2 separate regions of the Zea mays genome follow, and region 2 is linked to region 1. A link is a contact called in public Hi-C data. All regions are on one chromosome and are shown on one strand. Each heading gives the region's core, a stretch centred on a gene start, on an enhancer-like site or on the middle of the called end of the contact. The rest is flanking DNA. Distances are from core to core; before and after follow the strand shown.

Region 1 (4,274 bases), core at 322-2,821:
GGTTGACTTTCCATTACTCTGTTACAGATAGCAAAGGCATATTTAAAGTTTTCATAATAATCTCTTTTCAAAATCAGATAACGGAAATGAGGTTTAAAGTTTTCAAAGTAATCTCTTTTCAAAATCACTTACAAAAAATGAGGTTTAGTATGTTCTGCACATAAGCTTAAGCTGGGCTACAACTACCTAAATAAAACCTCTTAAATAACATGGTGATTTGGTGGTTTCCTGGGTAGTTGGCTTAAGTGGAGTAAAGCTGACATGAACATCGCACTGTGAATAACTCAACATCTTCCAAAAATCAATTTCAATAGACGCATTGGAGCAAAATTTCGCTTGTAAATTAAGATTTACGAGATGAGGGGTCCAGAATCAAATTAATCATCACATCTAAGATCATTAAAGGGCAATCCCGACCCAGTGTTGGAGGCTCCCACATGAGAGGGGTCTGAAAAAAGGATAAACCAAAGCAAGCCTTCTCTCGCAAATGTGCAAATGTGGAGAGACTGATTCGAACCCGTGACCTGGTGACTCAATGAGACAGCTCTCACCAGTGCACCAAACGTTGCAGAAACGTAATCCATCTGCAATCTGGAACTAGCACTCAGAAAAAGTACTTAATTCCCATGTCACACTTACAGAAATTACTTGCCAAACTTAAGATAACATGCATGCCATTAGTTACAATATTATGAAAGATAGCTTAAAGCTCAAATTCTATTAAGGTGGGTCCTTGCTGAGATTGGATGTGCTAGCGATTTCATATGGGACATATGACGATGTATAGCAAGGCATTACCCAGGTCTCCTTTCCCTACATAGGCACAAACATGATTCGATGGCTGAAAGGAATATTCTCGATTCTTGGGAGTACATGAGCAGACAAATGGTGAGAGCATTAGTATCAGCCATCTTCACTACTCACTACCGGCATGATCAATCTGTAACTGGTATGAGTATAACAGCCAATCAAAAAGTTCATGTACACATCACTGAAGCATATGCGCTGGATTACTGGAGCAGTGTCAAAGGTCAGCTGCATCTAGAGGCTGTAGACGAGTCAACCCAGTTTTATTCGAAGAAGACGCCATGCAATATTCAGTGCAACAGTAGTCTATTTTTAGTAGTCAAACAATTACCAAAGTAAACATCGAACGGCACAAGGGTTCAATTGAACACCGAAAAAATTGGAGTTGAATTACATCTACTAGTACCACTAGCGTAACACATATCGGAGGAGTATCTACCCCGCCCAGAAGAACCCGGGCTTGATCCATCACACATCACAGAAACGCAAAAGATCGTGCATGAAAAAGAGAGGGAAAGGTAGCATGGAGAAAAGGAGAAGATACGCACCTCGAAGGATCCTTGAGCCGACGTGTCTACTCCAACCCTAAGGGAAACGGAAGAGGAAGGAGGAGGGGATGACGCGCTGAGACCGAGGAGATGGAAGCCGCTTTACCTGGACCCGGCGCGACCGGAGGCGGCGCGAGTCGTTGCGGGCTGCCGGAGGAGTCGGGGATTGGGATCGCTGGCGGCTGTAGGGGAGTCGGTGCGTTTTTTTAAATTATGGCAAGTTTGAAAGGTTAAGGGTGGTTCGCTACCTAACTTGTCCCACTTTACCTAACTTTTCTGTCTAAGGTTAGTTCTTCAATTCGAACGACTAAACTTAGGCAAAGTGTAGCGCAGTTAGCTACGAACCAAACAGGCCCTAAATCCTCTCAAATATTTAACTTTCTCCGTTCAGTTTTTTCTCTCTAGGTATGACTCCACTTCTTCCAAATTAGCCATTATAGGCTTAGACTTAGTTCCTTTAGTCCAAGGACTAAAGTTTAATTAAAAGACTAAAATTTAGTCTTTACCATATTTGGTTTGGGGACTAAAATTATTCAAAACACACTAAATGAATCATAAGAAGACTAAAATACTCCTTATCATTCTCCTGCTATTAGTGCAACTGAAATAAAAGAGGGACAAAAGGTATAATTTATATGGTTTAGTCTCTTTTAGTCACCCCTTAAGGGGCTAGAGACTAAAACAGTTTAGTCCTATTTTTTGTCACACCGTTTGGCAATTTAGGGACTAAATAAGACTAAAATGGAGGGACTAATCTTTAGTCTCTAGTCCCTCAAACCAAACGGGCCCTTATTCATTTGGGCAGGGAACGGCGGGATGAGAAAGAAATCGTGTGGATCGGTGGAATGGTTCCCTACCCATAGTAGAAGACATGTTCGATTAACCCATTGGAGGATTCAAGTCCGGTCCATTCCCGCTTTTTACCGTATCACTGGCCCGAGAAGCAGCCCCCTCTAAGGTGGTGTGGAAAGAATCCATGAGCACGATGACCAGTGGCATCGGTGACAATGCAAGACGGCGCGGCTTGCGCATGAGCGGTGACGGCGGGGATGCGCACGAGCGGCTACGACGACTGCAGCACGGATCCGGCCCTCCCTCGCCCGCTCTCTGTTCCATGCACCTCCCTCGCCCCAACCTCCCCTCCATTCTGCACCCTCACCTCTGGCGAAATCCAACAACGACCTGGTGGCCTCCCATTTGCTTCCGGCGGCTGTCTTCTGGCCGGTAGTCACGTCAGACTGTCCGCAACGGTTACCCTAAATTTCTTTCCCTATATTCCACTTTTGTGCCACATCGTTAGGATTCCACCCCTACATTTTCATTTCCTGCAGCAGCGGTTCCCTCTAAATTCTTCCCTATACCCCACTACATCCATAAAATATCATTTCATATACCAATTATCATCCATTATAATTTTTTCTCTACTGTTGTCGGCACAAAACCTAAGATCAGCACAGTGCATGAGGGGGCCGGTTGCCGCACCCTAGATGTGGCGGTTCACTTATCCCGCTAGCACTGTAGCTCGTAGAGGGAGTGCAAGAGGGCAGCGATGCACGCTAAAATGTGTCTTTGTTACCGCTATGCGGAGAGGAGGGGGACGCTCGCGGCAACGGCTGCGGACAGTCTCACCCTTATCTACCTTCTCCTTTTTCTTATGTGTCAGTTCTAGGTTTTTCTAGATCTAAATAAAAAATTCAGGATTCAAGTTGTTTTCAGATACCTCGTCCCTCCCTGTGCTTGCCATATTGGCATCTTTGCATGTGCCCTGCACTGGCTTATGTATTCATGCTACGACCTGCTGTAGGATCTAGGACACCGGCTAGAGGGGGGTGAATAGGCGGTTTTGACTAAAATCAAAAACACTAGGTAAATTTAATCAATATAACAAGAGGAATAAATTCTCTAGTGACAATAAGTAAACAATGTATGAGAAACAACTACGGTGATTGAATACTTGAGGAACAATATGCAAAACACTAATTACTTGCAAGGCAATAAGTAATGCAAGAAGGTAGAGACACCGAAATTTATCCCGTGGTATCGGTGATTTGCCTATCACCCCTAATCCACATTGAGGTGGACTTTAAGCTCTCTTTTGCTCCTCTATCAAGTCACGGCTTGATCTTTGAGCCAAGTGGACAGGAAATCACTCAATACCTCGATTCCACTAATGTCACCTTTGTCGCTCCGGCGAGGTAGGCGCGAACCCCTCACAATCAACATCGCGGCTTCTCCACAATCTTCTTGGAGAGCTCGACGGAGACAATCACCCGAGCCGTCTAGGAGGCGGCAACCTCCAAGAGTAACAAGTCAATGACGCTTGCTCGGTGTACCACCTAGTGCCTCAAGAATCACCAAATGATGCAAATGCACTAGGAACCCTCAATCTCTCACTAGAATGCAATCTCAAGCAAAGAGTGTGAGAGCGTGAGTTGGAGGATCACAAATGAGCTCAATGTGTGCAAGGAATGGCCAAGAGAGCTCTCTCACACGAGCTACCCTTCTATTTATAGCTCTCCATCAAAATCCAACCGTTATGTGCAAAAAGCACATGTTCTGCGCACACGCGGACGGTCCGCGCCCTAGGGCCGGACGGTCCGCCGTACATATAACGGCTATAATTCCCGTTTGAAAACTGCCAGAGCTGTCAGAAAAGGTGGGTCCGGACAGTCCGCCTTCCAAGGCCGGACCGTCCGCGACCTAGCAGCATGAGGCACCCGAGCCTCGGACCAAGAATAGTTAACACGCACGGACCGTCCGCCTATAAAGCCGGACGGTCCGAGACCTAAGACAGTACTGTCCAGACTAGTCCCTCGGACAGTCCGTAGTACAAATCTACAAAATCACACAGTCCCTGTCCAAAACATGTTTGACACTTGCGGACTGTCCGCCCATCACAGCCGGACGGTCCGCGCTATA
Region 2 (4,526 bases), core at 1,434-3,933, 650 kb before region 1:
AACATGGTCAAAGCTAGAGACATTTGATTTAGAACAAAACTAAAATGACCAACATTTTGAAATGGAAGGAGTAGATTTGAGTACTTTTGCTTCATTTCGCTTGAGGTAAAATAAAGCATCAAAAATGTCAGACAAGATCGATTGTTTAAAAAACTCAACCTGAAAGGGGTAAGATCGCCCTCACAGTATTACATTAAAAAGACCTCTTCTCATGCAGATCAAAAAAACTCCCGAACCCCTGCCCCACCCATACACAGCGGCACCATAGCCCATGTGAGAATGATTGTGACCGGGGTCGGGCCTTAGCCATGTGCTTTGGTGTGGGATTGTTTGTTATCAAGAATACTAAACCAGGTAGAGTTGTAGGAACTCTTGGAAGGAACCGAGTCATAGGAACTCTTGGAAGGAACTGAGTCATAGGAACTCTTGGAAGGAACCGAGTCATAGGAACTCTTGGAAGGAACCAAGTTGTAGGAACTTTTGGAAGAAGCAATCAGTAACCAGAACCAGTATCTTAAATAAATTGAGTATTTCCCCAAAAAGATTAAGACAAAAAAACGTTTTTCCTTTCTCGGCCAATAAGGGGAGCAAAAGAATCAGAAGACAGTTTTTTACATGCAAGCCAGGCTTGAAATTGGATAGTGGTTGCAAAAATGACAAGAACGATAAGGGAAGAGACAATCTGAATACCTGAAACACTGAAGGCCGTCCTTGTGAACTATTCGATGTTAGTCCATTTATCAGATCCTCCTGCACATCAGACATTTGCCTAGTGTCCTGAGCTGCTGACTGGTGCGCCTGAATTTTAAGGAAATAAAGTGGACAAACATCGTCAATAAATTTAAAGTTAACTTAAATCGCATAGACTGTTACAGAATGCAACAGGTGCAACAATACAACAAATTATTAACAGTCATTAGACTACAATTATCATGCTTGAACCAAAATAAATACAACAGTGATTCTCATATATATACATGATGTTAACAAAGTCTTACCACATTGACCCGCTTGAACTTATGTTGTGCTTCTAGGTATTTAGGATTTACATGTATGCCATGAGATGGTCTAGGAGATAACGACTCTGTTTGATGCACATTTGTCGATGTGGTGGGACGGTTATTCTCTGAGGGCGAAAATTGAAGGTCATCCTCAATGCTGTGAAGCACAGAAGAAGGAAACACTGGCCACCAGGTACGAAAGAGGCGCCTCATTGAAGCATACTGGTTTGGATGAACTCTGTAGTATGCATCAACAAATACACTTTGCAACCTAATTGCAAAATGCTCTACATATTCCCCACCTATGTTCTTCACAATACTATCTAGCAGATACAAAGATGGTAATATCTGATCAGGTGGCACCTGCAAGAATATCGCAGAAGAACAATCATCACACAAAAGAACTTTGAAAGTCGTAATTAATTAAAAATCATGCATATGAAAAAAAACTGGTTGATGAACAAACTCAAACAGCCTGCAGTTCTGAAAGAAAAACTGCAAACCCACTAGTAGCTTAATCCTCGCTCTTATGATTAGTTCCCATATTGTTTCCATTTAAAATTGAAGACTTGTATGTCTTATCTTCAAGAAAAGCAGCCAGAAAATTACAAGATATTTCTAAACAAAACCAAATCTACCACACCATACAGAACAAGTAAACAGGTAACTGACTTAGTTCACAACTATCCTAATAAGCAATAATAAACCCAAAATTCTGAACTCTTTTCGTATGTAAGTCAAAATAAGAACCAGTGTAACACATGACGCATTTATCTATAACATTGTTTAAGGTTTATCTCAATTCGATAGGATAACTCTCAACTTCCGATCAAAAAGGAAGTTTATCAGTCATAGCGACTATTTTCTCCAATGCAGTGCTCATACACTCTTAAGCTCAACTGTTTACTCTGTTGCTACATATTTCATGCATGTATGTCAGCATCCTACTAGTTTTGAGCAGGAATTTTAAGAAAAATTAAAATGGCAAGCACCAATTGATCTACAAAGTTCCACAAAGATTCTAAACCCCAGGATCTAAATATGCTACCAGAACTGTAAACAGCAATCAGAGCAAACATACTGAACGTACATCGCTTCTCACAAAAAGGAATGATCTTGTACAAACTGACGCTATTGTAAAACCTACAAATAAAAAGTCTCCCGTCCATTTTATGGGAATTCTCACATTCAACAACAAAGCCAAGCAATCCACATTTCACAACAAGCACAACAACCTCCAAAACCATGTGAGCGCCAGACTACTCGACGCTCCAAGACCAAGCTTCCTTATGCCCCAAAAATCATAACGCGGGCCGCCTTAACTGGAAAACAAGAGTAACAGTCATGGGGGGTAGCAAAGAGCAGCAGAATGACCTCGGCGACGCGGGCGCAGACGGCGCCGGCGATTCCCCCGGCGGCGAGCGCGGCGTGCTGGCCTGCGACGATGGTGAGCTCGGTGATGACCGGCTTGCAGTTGAAGGTAAGCTCGCGGAGCGCCTCCGCGTACAAGCGCACGACCGCGGAGGCGCCCGGCTCCCCGCTGCCCGCTTCCTCGCGCAGCCGCGAGCGGAACCGTTCCACCACGTGGGCCGCCACGGGGGACGCCGCTGCCCCAGCCATCGGAGCAGGAGAGGAGAATCTAGGGTTTCGGCGGGGTGCCTAGGGATTGGGTATGCCGGGACGGCGAGAGGGAGGCGGAGGAGGCATGTGGGAGCGGAGCGAACTGACTGAAATTGGGAGAGAGCAGGAGACGGGTCGGCGATTTGTTCGTAAACGGCGAGGGTCACGTTTCCGTGATGCTTTCCTTTTCGCCTCAGTTTTTTTAAGTTTCAAAAAAAATCATTATTATAATTTAATTAATTCTTGCGGTAAACAACAAAAACATTACTATTTTGTCACTCTCGATTTGGACTCTCTCCTGTTGTTACCCGGTTGTAGAACCATCTATGTGCTATGTCTATACTTTAGGTCCAATGGCAACTAGCGAGACACATAAATAATAATGGAAAAATTACAAATAACTCTAATAACAACAGTAGTAGATGGATTGTCATATCAAAAATTCAAGAGTTAAATACATTAATGGTCTATAAACTTGTCAAGGAACCTAAGTTCATGAACTTTAAAAATACATTTCTATATCTTAACCTACGTTTCATGAACTTTTAAAATATATTTCTATATCTTAAACATGTCAAGTAATGTCCACACATTATTAAATTTGTAAAAATTGTGCATCACATGTTCATTTTTTAACTATAGCGACGGTGCACTACTTAACAATTTTAAGGACGTGTTTGGCACTGCTCTAGGTTACAGCTTCAGGTTAAAATTATAGTTCATAATATATTTTAAAGCGGTTAAAAATATCTTTAATCTAAATAAAAACAAAATAACTTATTTAAATGTCTTTTAAAAGTTTGTATCTCCAACTTCACGATTTTCTAAAGCTTCTAATGACATGTATCACCAAATTTTATGAAGTTGAATCAATTCCAAACAGGGTCTAAATATCTTCCTTTTGATAAATTCAAAAGAGACTCATGCATTTAACTCAAAAATCCAATATTCTAGGTTTCAACGAGATGGAACACTATGTCATTCTCAATAGATGGTTTCATCACGCTATTTTCAAGTCTTCACAATCAACATTTGTCTAGAAAACAGTGTATTTAGGTTTCATCTCCATGAAACACTCTCATCTCCTATAAAACTTGCATATCATGTAATTGTGTTTTGCTTAGGTGGCATGTCATTTAATAGGAATGAAACTCCCACTGAGAATGATTTAGGGTATGTACAGCCTTGAGACGGTGATTCAGTTTTCTAATTACAAGAGACACTTAAGAGACTCTATGATACAACCATGAACTTCTAGACCATACGGCAGTTAATAAACAGCATGCATAGAGAGTCGTGTGGAGACGGGCTCTTCGCAAAGAGTCTGTCTCTTGTATTTTTTTAACTAACCCTCTAAAGATCCCTCATAAACCTCGTATTAAATGGAGTTGGGTATGTTTGATTCCATGGGACTAAACTTTAGTCCCTCTTTTTTAGTTCCTTATAGTCCCTAAATTACTAAACACAGTCTATCAATCAGTTTCTAAAAAAAAGCTTGACGCTTTCAAACAGACCTAAATCAGCAGAGCTTACTAATGATGAGAAAGACACTGTAAACACATATTGTTAGCTGACGCATCATTCACCAGTAAATGAACAATGATGTTTCTTCCTTAAATAAATTCAGAATATATAATAGGGACACTCACATCGATTTTGACATTTAAAATCTAGCTGAATGTTTTTTATTCTACTACTGTAGAATAAACCAAACTAGTTGAGCATGCAAAGTGGTCATGACTCGGGATTGTGTGATACTCCCCACCGGTCTTGCAACAAGTGAGTGGTGGAAAATCTTTTCAAACTTAATATCGAGTATCTATGCAATTATGAATTCATACATGTAAAAGGATGCACATGCAGAATCGAGTCAGTTGAGAAAATCGAATGTGCACATATATTCAT

Evidence for each region. Hi-C and Micro-C count contacts between places; a contact is called where the count stands out from the background.
Region 2: a Hi-C map of ear shows a contact between it and region 1, with 2.0 times the contacts expected there. The contact joins the promoter of LOC100280286 here to the promoter of LOC100273685 in region 1. A contact is called at or near these places in 3 of 25 Hi-C or Micro-C datasets (bundle sheath, ear and tassel).

What each region holds. Positions count from the first base shown.
Region 1 is chr10:58,521,555-58,525,828 of Zm-B73-REFERENCE-NAM-5.0, reverse strand. It overlaps LOC100273685 (nuclear transcription factor Y subunit C-2), which reads right to left and starts at 1,571. Exons shown (of 2, transcript NM_001148097.1): 1 at 1,356-1,571.
Region 2 is chr10:59,170,159-59,174,684 of Zm-B73-REFERENCE-NAM-5.0, reverse strand. It overlaps LOC100280286, which reads right to left and starts at 2,683. Exons shown (of 6, transcript NM_001153214.1): 1 at 2,376-2,683; 2 at 999-1,364; 3 at 691-798. The coding sequence starts at 2,621.